Linked DNA regions of Neogale vison: region 1 is linked to region 2. A link is a contact called in public Hi-C data. All regions are on one chromosome and are shown on one strand. The core of a region is the stretch at or near the end of the contact, and the rest is flanking DNA. Distances in the headings are between cores, read along the strand shown. Region 1 holds the start of PABPC1 (polyadenylate-binding protein 1). Region 2 holds the start of ZNF706 (zinc finger protein 706).

Region 1 (5,383 bases), core at 2,486-4,985, 370 kb before region 2:
AGACCACTAAGAATTATATAAATTATTATGGGGAAAGTAGTTGGGCATGGCCCCCTCTCTCCCTATCTAAATTTCAAGATTGCTGGGCCTTACACCTCACACTAGTCTAGATCTAAATTGTATAATGCTAAAGAAGAAGAAAATTATCAGAAACCCCAAATTTCCCATCTTAACAGATGACATATCACCAATGTATTTCTGAAACATTTTTTCCATTAACTACCATAAATTTAAAATCCCTTTTTGGTTCAACATAAAACCAAGATACCCCTTCACATACAATCTGCTTAATGAACAATATAAAAAATATTAGATAATTACCCAGACTTAAAAGCTTTTAGTTTTTTCAAATATTTTAACTTCTTCCCTTACTTCTTGTCAAAATCGGCCTTTTCTTTGCTTACCACAGCCAATATTATACAAAAATTAGTCCATTAAAAAAATAATAATAAAGTCCCTGGATTTTGGGAGCTGGGGGATTTTCAGGGACTCATGGCACAAACTTCGTATTACTATGTTTAAAAAAAAAAGTTATATCCGTTCAGATTAAGCCCCTCAAAAACTAATGTGAGGTTGGCATACTTAGCTATATAATGAATACAAAATTTTTAATGCCAGGTCTGTAAGATTCGCAATTCACTCATTAAAGCTTTCTTGACATATAAAACCAATTTTATCTTCAGCCATTGATTGACTTAATAACTGATCATTTAATCTATTATTTCTGCATAGTGCTAGAAAAATTTCGGCATCAACCCTGATTTCAGAGTCTATGAAATACTGAATTAAGTGCATCTCTACCATGAGGCATTTACTAAATAAACTGAGACTTTTCATGGAGAAATATATTCTTAAGTAAAAAACATTAGTCCTCAAGAGGGAAAAACATAGTCCATTTGAAGTTCTGAAACACCAATTCTCACAAATTCCATGCAAATTTTTTTTGCATGTAAATTTATTGAGAGGGCAAATTTTCCGGCCACTTCTTTTTATAAATGAAAGCTCCAGTTTCTAGAAGATAGTGACAATCAGCTGTCAGCTCATTATCAATTGACCACACCTACTCAGCTCCCCTAGGTTTTTTAGCTGACTTTGCTTAAGCGTCTTTTGAATGAGTCACCTCTTCCTGTTAAATTGGAAACTGGTCACTTTCAGAAGCTATCCTAACAGCCCATCGATGTTGCAGTAAATAGGAAAAGAGAAAACCACTGAAAAAATATTTGGAAAAACGGTAATTTGTACATATAGAAACCAAACAAATGTAAGATGAACAAATGCTATCTTCTTTTGAACAGTTACAGTACAGGCCCACTGGTATAGACTGAGAATTACATACAGTGTACTGTAACCATGGTAACCTGAAGTTCAACTTTTCAAATCCCAAGATATTTTAAAAATTGGGTTTGTTTTAAAATTGTTAAGCTTGGAAAGAATAACAGCCACTTCCAAAAGTTACATTTTATAGTCTTTCGGATTTGTTCAAGTGTTCTCTGTTAACTTTAGATTGTGATTACCTGCCCCAAAGTTATCTTCCCTAATCTATTCATTCAGCGGTAAATCTTGTCCAGAGTTTGTAAAAATTGTTATGGGCTGACATTTGGAGCCACTGCTTAAGGAGCAAAAGGGCAGGAAACCTGCAGTGCAGTTTTACAACTTCTGGCTGTGACACTCAATAGTAGTATGTCTACCCAAATCGTGACAGTAACTTCACCTAGCAAAAAGCTGATCATTAAATAACTTCCAGTCCTATTGAGTTAATTTAATTAAAAAATTTAAAAGTAAATTCCTTATATTCCATATTAGCTGACATGTATTCAAGCAGCTTGAGGGGATAAAAGCAAAACTGGGCCATAAAATTGAGTGAATCTGACTTTTGGAAGTTAACTGATCCAAATATAAAGAAAATCCTGGGAACTCATCATGCCACTATCTTAATCTGTTTGCCAAATTTTATTTTGTGAACTGTTTAACCTCAAAATAAAAAGATATGTTTTAGCCACATTTTTTTCCTCGGTGAATTAGTACTGTTATTTTGTTCAATTACCCATGACATACGGATATTCAGACCACTTTAAAAAATAAAGAAACCTTTACTACTGAAGGCCAAGAAGTATAATGGTCCAGTCCACACTACACTCGAAGTTTACAGCCAAAATTTGATTCTTAAATTTTGGGGGGGGGGGTCATCTCGAAAGCACAGAACTATTTCAGAAGGAAAGAAACATTCTGTATTACCAGTATTACGAATCTAATTTGGATAAAAAACCTCAAATAACCTACAATGCCTGAGAAAACAGTGCATTTCCAAAGGGTCATCCTCCACACCCTCTGCTCCCACCAACCTGCTGTAGTATTAGTGAGAAATGCCTGAACTCGGGGAAAACCCCGAATGCGCTTCTCATCGGTAATCTACGTTTCTAGAGCCATCGGTTACTGACAAGTTATTAAGAATGGAATCAGAAACCTGAAGACCACCACATCACCAAATTAACTTTATCCTAAGGCCCTGTGGCTCCCCCAGGCGATTGGGCCAGTAGCAGAGACAGGCCTCGGGCCTGTGAGGTTACAGGGTTCAACACGTGGTATTTTTTGAGCACCGAATCGCACTTCCTCCGCGTCCTGGGGCGCCGGCAGGAGCACGGGGTGGTGGGAGCGCCTCCACCTAGTACCAGAGAAGGGGTCTCGGCTCCCGACGCCCCAGAAGCCCGCGGCTACTAGCGGGAGCGCGGTGGAAGAACCCAATCTCACCAACCCTCCCGGCGCGTCATCACCCTAAAGTTTGAGAGCGGCTGAGGCCGAGAAAATGGTCGCAAAGGAGGAAGTGGCCAGGCGTGCGGCTGCCGGCAGCGCGGGTCCCCGCGGGCACGGGAAGCGGGGGTCCCGGCGCCCAAGCCTCTCCCCGCCGGCCCTCAGGGGGTGACATGCCCGCCCGTCCCCTCCCCCGGGCCCGCCGGCCTAGCCAGCCCGCCGCCGCCTGCGCCTCATGGCCGCCCGCCCCGCCAGCCCGCCGGGCCCGGCTCTCACCGTCCGCCGGTTGCTGGAAGTTCACATACGCGTAGCCCAAGGAGCGGCGGGTGATCATGTCCCTGCAGACCCGGATGGAGAGGATGGGCCCGGCCGGGCTGAACTTCTCGTAGAGCATCGCCTCGGTCACGTCGGGGTGTAGGTCCCCCACGTAGAGCGAGGCCATGGGGTAGCTGGGGGCGCTGGGGTTCATCTCGGCACGGCTGCCCGCAGGGCCACAGGCCGCGACCTTTCCGTGAGAGGAGGAGAGCGAGTGCTGGGGCCGGGGGCCGGAGCCGGGGGGAGGGGAGCGGGGGCAAGCGCAGAGGGACAAAAATCAACCGGAATCGAAAACTACTCAACGGCCGCAGAACGGGGTCGATCGGCTGCCGCTGGCTGCTGGCTGCTGGCTGCCGGCTGGGAAGCAAGGGTGGCGGTGGCGGTGTCGGGTCCGGGCAGCGGGAAGGCCTCGGTCTCTTGGTTCCTTCTTGGAGCTGCTGCGGGGCCGCGGGCGGGCGGGCGGGTCGGTCTCGGCTGCTTCACCGGGTTATTTTATAAAAGAGGAAGAAAAAAAAATAAAAGTCTCCGGCGGGGGAGACGCGGATTTTTTGTAAATTTTTTTTGGGTTTTTTAAAAGATTTTTTTAGATTTTTTTTGGATTTTTTTAATAATAAATGTGTGTTCCGAGCCCGGAGCACACACTCCGCACTCTCAGCACTAACCGCCGGGGAGAAGGGGAAGCACCGCCTCCTGCACCCTCTACTTATACCCCCCGCCGCACTCGCCCCGCCCCCGCGCGTCTGACGCCAGGGCCCTACGCGAGCGTCAGCGCCGGAGGAGGAGGAGAAAAGGAGGCGAGGGGGAGGAGGGAAGAGAAAACAGGAGGAGGAAAGAGCAGAGAGGAAGGGAGAGGTGGCGGCGGCGGCTGCAGCGGGTGTGGGGGTGGGGCTGGAGCGGAGGGGCGGGGCTCCTGCGCACGCGCCGCGGCCGGGGGGCGGGGTCTGCGCTGCGTAGAGCTCGTGGGGGGAGGGGAGGGCTGGCTCGCTAGTGGGTCTGAGAGGAGTCGGGTGGGACGGCCTCTCCTTCCACACACCCCGCCCCCACCTCCACCCTGGAGAAGCGTTAACCCGTCACCGCGGCGGTGGGCGGCGCGCGGGGCTTCCGGGTTCCTCGGCGCTAACCACCCCCCACGTGCACGGCCGTCCGGGCCTCTTCCCGCCACAGCCTGCCCTGCTCCACTCGCCCCTGTCCCTTAGGGACCCTGAGCACGGGTGGGCTGGAGTGGTTCCTTCCAGGCCCAGTTTCCGAAATGTGCGTGAAAGGAGCCGGGTTGGCTCCTTTTTCTCCTACCCGGACCGCACTACGACTCCCAGCGGGCAGCGCCGCCACGCGCGTCGGCCGCAGAAGCGGTGCCTGCTGGGAGCTGGAGTCCCCAACGGCCGCGGCGCTCGCTGACCCCAACTGGCCGCGGGTCCTGGCTGCTGGCTCGGGGACCCCCAACCGTCCCGGCGCTGGACCCCGGTCGCCGCCCCGCGGTGCTTCCAGTACAAGGGGGGAGGGGAGGAATCCTTGGGCTTCTCTCCCAAAGTTTCGGAGACCTGCACTCTTCTCGGTCTCCACCGGACCCTGTCGTTAGTCAAAGTGCCTTTAATTGGGAAGGCTGTTTACGGGGTCTTTGTACGCTTCCCTTTTTAAAGTGTCGTGATCACTATTAACTTAAGCTCTTAGGTTGGAATCTTTGATTCGTGCAATTTCTACTTGCGATTTCTCAGAGGTAGAAAACGGGACTCAAAAAAATTCGTTTTTCTTAAAGTATGAGTCTCACAGTTGTACATAACACCACGGACCTGCAAGCGGGCAAAATTAGGGATAGTTTCAATGCAGTATTACAAATGTTCAAAACAATTTTATACATTAGTTGTGGACTTCAGCAAAAATGCTAAATTTATTAAATTGATGGCCATTAGAAAATACCAGTTTATAGGAATGATATCAAGTCAGCATACAAATCCCCACTTTAAAGTAGTAATGTACTTTACAGTTTCTAAAGCACTTGCATAAACATCCTGTCATTTTGTTCCCTACCGCAATCTTGTGTGGGTGGTGGAGCACCTAGTAATAACTTTATTTTACTGTTAAGGGAGCAGTCTCAAGCTAAATGATTGCCCAATTCATTCTTTAATTCAATAAACTTAAATGCATGTCAGATACATTGCCAGCTGTGGACTGGGTGCTTTATTGTCATTTAATTAAAATTTAAACCACCGGAATCCCTTGTAAGTGCTATTTTGCCCCCATCTTGGTAGAAAAAAGATAATATTTTTGAAGAACATACTGTCTCATGTGCTTTATTAGGGAAAAGGGCAAAACTTTGTGCATT
Region 2 (5,633 bases), core at 1,347-3,846:
ACTTTTTACAAATAGTCTTAAATGAAGCGAAATGGGTTAAAAATTGTTACTGAAAATGTTACTTCTACTTCTTCATTAAAATTAAAGACTTCTCAAATCAATCAACAGACTTAACTATAGAGAACTGATGATTCCCAGAGGGGAGAAGGGTGGAGGGATGGGTGAAATAGGTGATGGGGATTAAACAGAAGACTTATCATGATGAGCAATGAGCATGTCTAGAACTGTGGAATCCCTATACTGAACACCTGAAACTAATACAACACTGAATATGGACCATACTGGAATTAAAATAAAATAAAAATATAAATAAAGTCTTCTATTAGACAACATGAATTAAAACTGCTCATAAGGAGTCTATGGGCACCAAAGGCTTTTTAAATATATTTAAACTGGGTCCTACGTAGAATTCCTATATATACCTTTGACTAGCACTGCAGTTAAGTTTTAAGCTTTTAAATCATTGCAGGATATGAACATAAACTGGATCTAGATCACCTTTACAAGAAAACAGGGCTGTTTTTTTTTTCTGACTAAAACCCTAATTAGTTAACGGATATAAAGTCAAAGCATTTCATACAAACACACAGGCCTCTCCCAAAAAGAAAAAGGGAAACTGACAAAATAAATACACTGGCTGGGCAAATTCTCCACTAGTATTTAACACAAAATTGAAAGTCAAATAAAACATACAAGAGGATCAATGCCTTTTTAAGAAGTCAGTTGAATAGTTCAACAAACTATAAAAATTTTTAGTATGCTAGCCTAGTTTATTCCCAAATAATAGTAAATATTACCAGATGTGTTACTCCTTGAAAACTAAATTACCATTTTAGTTTTCATAAAGCCAAATCTTTATTAATCCCAAGTCAAATGGTATGATTCTTTTTAAATGTATATTTAAGTACAAATGTTATGGCAAGCATGCGGAACCTATTCCCACAGAAACAGATTTGAATACTTAAGTATCATTTGGATGATAATAGGTATTCAATCTTTACATATCCCAATATTTCATAAGATCTTTTTATTAGTACCTTATGTCAGAATACTCCAGTCCTCTCCTGCATCTGAACTCTTCTACACAATGTCTGCTACACATGCTAATATAATGATTTTGTGGGTAACCTCAACTGTTTTATGCCAATTCCAGAAGTTTCTTTGATAATTACAAGATATTAACTATTTTGATACCATTTTCATGCAGTGATCTGTACAATGTAATGAGATGCACAACATTATTTTTAACTTTTCCATTTGGGGCTTCTCCTAAAATATAACATTACACAATAGATTTAACCCATTTTCCATTGCCATCTAACAGTAACAAATAAAACCATAAAATAAAACCACTTTAATAAGTGAAGACTGGTCGCTTATTCTTATTTTTAAAACCGAAAACCCGGTAAAGGAAATCGAATCAACAGTCTAAACGCGTGGGGTAGGCCCCTAACTTCTAACAACTCACTGCATTGATTTCCTTTCTGAAAGCAGAAATGCAAACGAACAAGCCACCTGCTTTTGGACAGCTCAACTCTGGGATTACTCTCAGGCCAATCGAATTTTCTACAAACTCTTAAGCACTTCTTGATTATACACAACTGAGGGCCAACAAGTCATTTACAAACACCTTAAACGCAGGTTTTTTTTTAATGTAACTCTTAGTGTGGCTTAGAGGGCTGCAAAGAGGGAAGGAGAAGAATAGAGTTCTAAAATGAAGAGCTCTTACAGGAGGCAACAAGTAAGTACTGCCTCCAAAGATCCTCTCAAAACCAAAAACAACGGAGTAAAAAAAGATTTGGGATTCAGGAAGTAGGATCATTCTCCATAACTATCTGAAACGAGGAGGCCCAGGCAGTGATCAACATCCTGACCCTAGCTTTTAACTACATCCTTTCGGGGAGGGAAGAGGAAAGCACCGGGAGTTAAGATCCATTTCGCCCAACACTTGACCAACCCCAGCGGCAGCCCGGCCCACCTTCCTTCCCAGCCCGCCTCTCCCGCGTCGGGGAGCCCCTTCCTCGGTCCGGCCACGCAGCCCCCACCTACCCGCTACTCCTCACCGACCCCGGCCCGAGACGCGCCTCCCGGGGGCTCTGGCTGCCCCAAACCCGGCCTCTTCGGCCGCGGGGAGCCCCGGCCTCGAGAAACCGACCAGCTGCTGTCGCCAAGGGGTAAGGTTACCGCTCCGCGCCACGGCCGGCGGCGGCCTGCAACCCGGCCACCTGCAGGGCCTGGCAGGCGCCCGAGCTCTCCCTCCAGCCCGGGGCCCGCGCCGGGACAAGACGGGCCCGGCCGCCGCCTGGGAGGCGGGGAGGCCGGCGGCCCCTCGCGACCCGCCGCGACCCTGCCGCCAAGCCCCCACCCCGGCTCCCGGACGTCCTGCGGCGTCAGCGCCGCCCCCACAGCCGCTCACCCGGGCCGGGACAGTCTTGCGTCGGAGAGACCGCGCAGCGCGAGAGGGCCGGGGGAGGTGGCCGCAGGGAGAGGAAGGGGGAGAGCGCCCAGCACCGCTTCGGCCTCCTCCACCCGCCAAGGAGGGGAAAGAGGAGAGCACAACAGCCCGCGCCTCGCACCCGCCGCCGCCGCCGCCGCGCGCGCCCGCCGCCGCCTCAGCCTCGGGGGAGGCCACTACGCTCGTGCCCGCGCACGCCGCGCAACTCTCCCAGTCGCCCCAGCGCCCGCCTGCTCTTGCCGCCCACGCGCCTTCCTGCTGCGGCCGCCTCCCGCGCCCCGCCCCTGCTCGCACGCCTGCGCCCTTTCCGGTCGCGCGGGCCAATGGCAGCGCGCCCCTATTACATAAGCGTCAGGGGGCGGGGCCTGGCGGCGACGGCGGCCCCTACGAGAGGGAAACTGCAGGGGACGTCGCCCTCTGTCCCCGGCGCCCCTCCCCTCCCGCGTGCTCTATCTAGGCGGCTTCGGCCGGCCCCGGGAGCCGCGTGATCCCGGTCCTGCTGGGTGACGGCCTGCGGCGTGTTTCACAAGCCGCTTGCCAGCTCACTCACTGGGGCGGCGGCCCGGCCTCGGTCCCCGCGTCCTTTCTCGCCTCCCGCCTCGCCGACGCCCTCCTATGCAGCAACCCGGGCACCGGCCCAGAGAGGTGCGCCAGCGCCGCCGCGGCGTGGGGTACCGGGGAGCCAGCCACCCGGAGGCACCACCGCCGCCACCCCAGCCCCCAGTGCGGCCAGCGGGCCCAGCGGACCCTAATAGGGCCGCGCAGCCTTTGTTCTCTCACCGGCCAACCCCCAGTGTCGTTCCCACGGAAACTCCGGTTATTTTTACCGGTCGGGGGTTTTTAGTGAGTTCAGGATTCCAGCTTGTCTTAGTGTTGCTGGCTAGGGTACCCCGACCGCTTTAGCTGAATCCTAACATCATACAGAGTTGCTAATATTTGGAAATGGTTAAGTTGAATTGGGGGGGGGGTTCTCTATGATTTACAGGCCATGAGCGCTAACTTCCAGTATGTGGTTAAGAACAATTGAGTCAGTAATCTGCTGATATCTGCAAATGGCATTTCAGACTTGGGCTTTATTCTATTTCACTGCGGCCCTTCTCTCCCCCGCCCCCAACACTGGTTTCTAATTTTATTTTATTTTATTTTATTTTCAATATTTTATTTATTTATTTGACAGAGATCACAAGTAGGCAGAGAGGCAGGCAGAGAGAGAGGGGGGAGCAGGCTCCCTGCAGAGCAGAGAGCCCGATGCGGGGCTCGATCCCAGGACCCTGGGATCATGACCTGATTTTATTAATACCAAGGAAAAGGGAAGCTTTTACATCTGACGTTCTCACCTTGCTGATAGCATCCACTCTCCCACTTGCCTGTCAGTGCCCAGGAGAAGCTAGTTTAAAATATGTATCCCAAATGAGCAGGACTGGGATATAGATATTACAGAATTGTTTAGAACAACCAGAAAGGAGTTAGCGGCTTTTCTCATTTGGGTGGCATACAATGATCTGGTTTTTAAGTCCTTCCTTATCCTCATTTCAGTCTCTCTCACCTTTACCTTTCACACCTCTCTATACTGCAGTTTTAAGTTATATGTTTAAATTTTATTGCTATCTTTCCAGTATTGAGTTGCAAGCTCATTTTCATCACTATATGCCCAGAGCCTAGCGGTGTGCTAAACATAGTAAGCACTGATTAAATGGATATTGACCAGATGAACTGGAGGTATCTAAAGAAATCAAAACTTTTGACATACCATAAAGTTCTGGCTTAATCAAGAGTCACCATAACCATAATAGCTATATTAACCTGCTAATAAGAGTATGAGGTACTCAGAGAGTCTAGACACAGGAAATCCGAAGATCTCTGTCTAGCCATGAATCAGCATGGGCATTGGAAAGGGACAGAGAGATTTAGTGGGCTGAGATAAGTCATAACTAGAGACGTGATTTTTGCTGTGAAGTGGTATTACTATGCTGCTTGTTACTGCAGCCTATATGAAATACCCATTTATGTCAGTGTTTCTTAAAATTCTGCATTATACCACCTTTGAGAATTTGGGAAAAGCTAAGGACTTTGTCTCGAGGAAGTTCATATATATCAAAACTTACCTCCATTGGTAGAGTTTCTCAACCTTGGCAGTACTGATGCTCTGGGCTAGATCATTTGTTTTTATGGGGGCCTGTCCTAGGGATTGTAGAATGTTTGACAATATCCCTGTCCTGTACACTTTTGATGTCAGTGGCTCTCTATCTCCAGTTGTGACAAATAAAAAATATCTCTATACCTTTCCAAATGTCCTTTTGGGGTCAAAATCTCCCCTGTTTGAAAACCACTGCCTAGAGGATATGGTATGACTATAACTTTATGTTGGTTAGGGCATTTGAAGTATGAAGGGGAAAAAGGAATGGGTAAGATTCAGCATCTGAGAAGTGACAAACAGTAAATGAAAGGCGGATGAATTAGCATTACTACCAGCTGGTGTCCTACTTATTCTCTAGAAATGTGACAGCAAATGGGATAGGAATGCCTTAGAAGGATTTTTATACACATTGCTGGTTTTAATTGTGAATGCTGCAGTATTTCTACGGACTGGTTCTCTTCTACCTTTAGACAGTTACTCTAGGTTAATATCCAATAAGCATGTGCCTGTTTCAAACCAAAATCAACATCAGATTAAAATGCTTCTCTGAAGACCTGAAAGACTTATTTATTTGTATTCCTGTTTGATTTTCAGGGCTGAAAGAGCTGATGGCCAATCAATAAGTTATTTTTCAAATGAACAGATTATTCTGAATCACTTTCCCCAATTTATCTGTGGCATGTAGGTTAAAATCTAAATATGGTAAAGTGCTTAGCTTAGAGGTTCATTAAAGTGTAAAAGAGGCAGGGTACTGGCCCCATAGGTCTTTCCATCAAGTGACACATAATAACAGCAATAATGACAACAATAAACCTAAAACAAAAATGTTTCCTTTTCTAGCTCTTATTCCTATAATCAACTTCTTGTTGCAATTTTTCAGGGCTGCAACCTGGAATACCTTGTTTTCTCTACACTGTTTCCCCAGAGGGATCTCATTCACCCTTATGGCTTTCAATAATGAACTTCGGATGACCCTGTATCTATCTACTAGTTCAATCCTCTCTTCTGATTTCTAAACTGATATATCCAAATGCCCATTTT

The links. Hi-C and Micro-C count contacts between places; a contact is called where the count stands out from the background.
Region 1: a Hi-C map of fibroblasts shows a contact between it and region 2, with 3 times the contacts expected there. The contact joins the promoter of PABPC1 here to the promoter of ZNF706 in region 2. A contact is called at or near these places in 2 of 3 Hi-C or Micro-C datasets (fibroblasts and muscle).

What each region holds. Positions count from the first base shown.
Region 1 is chr4:36,534,782-36,540,164 of ASM_NN_V1, reverse strand. PABPC1 (polyadenylate-binding protein 1) reads right to left here and starts at 3,735. Exons shown (of 16, transcript XM_044245203.1): 1 at 3,367-3,735; 2 at 3,025-3,253. The coding sequence starts at 3,217.
Region 2 is chr4:36,161,861-36,167,493 of ASM_NN_V1, reverse strand. It overlaps ZNF706 (zinc finger protein 706), which reads right to left and starts at 2,596. Exons shown (of 4, transcript XM_044245198.1): 1 at 2,417-2,596.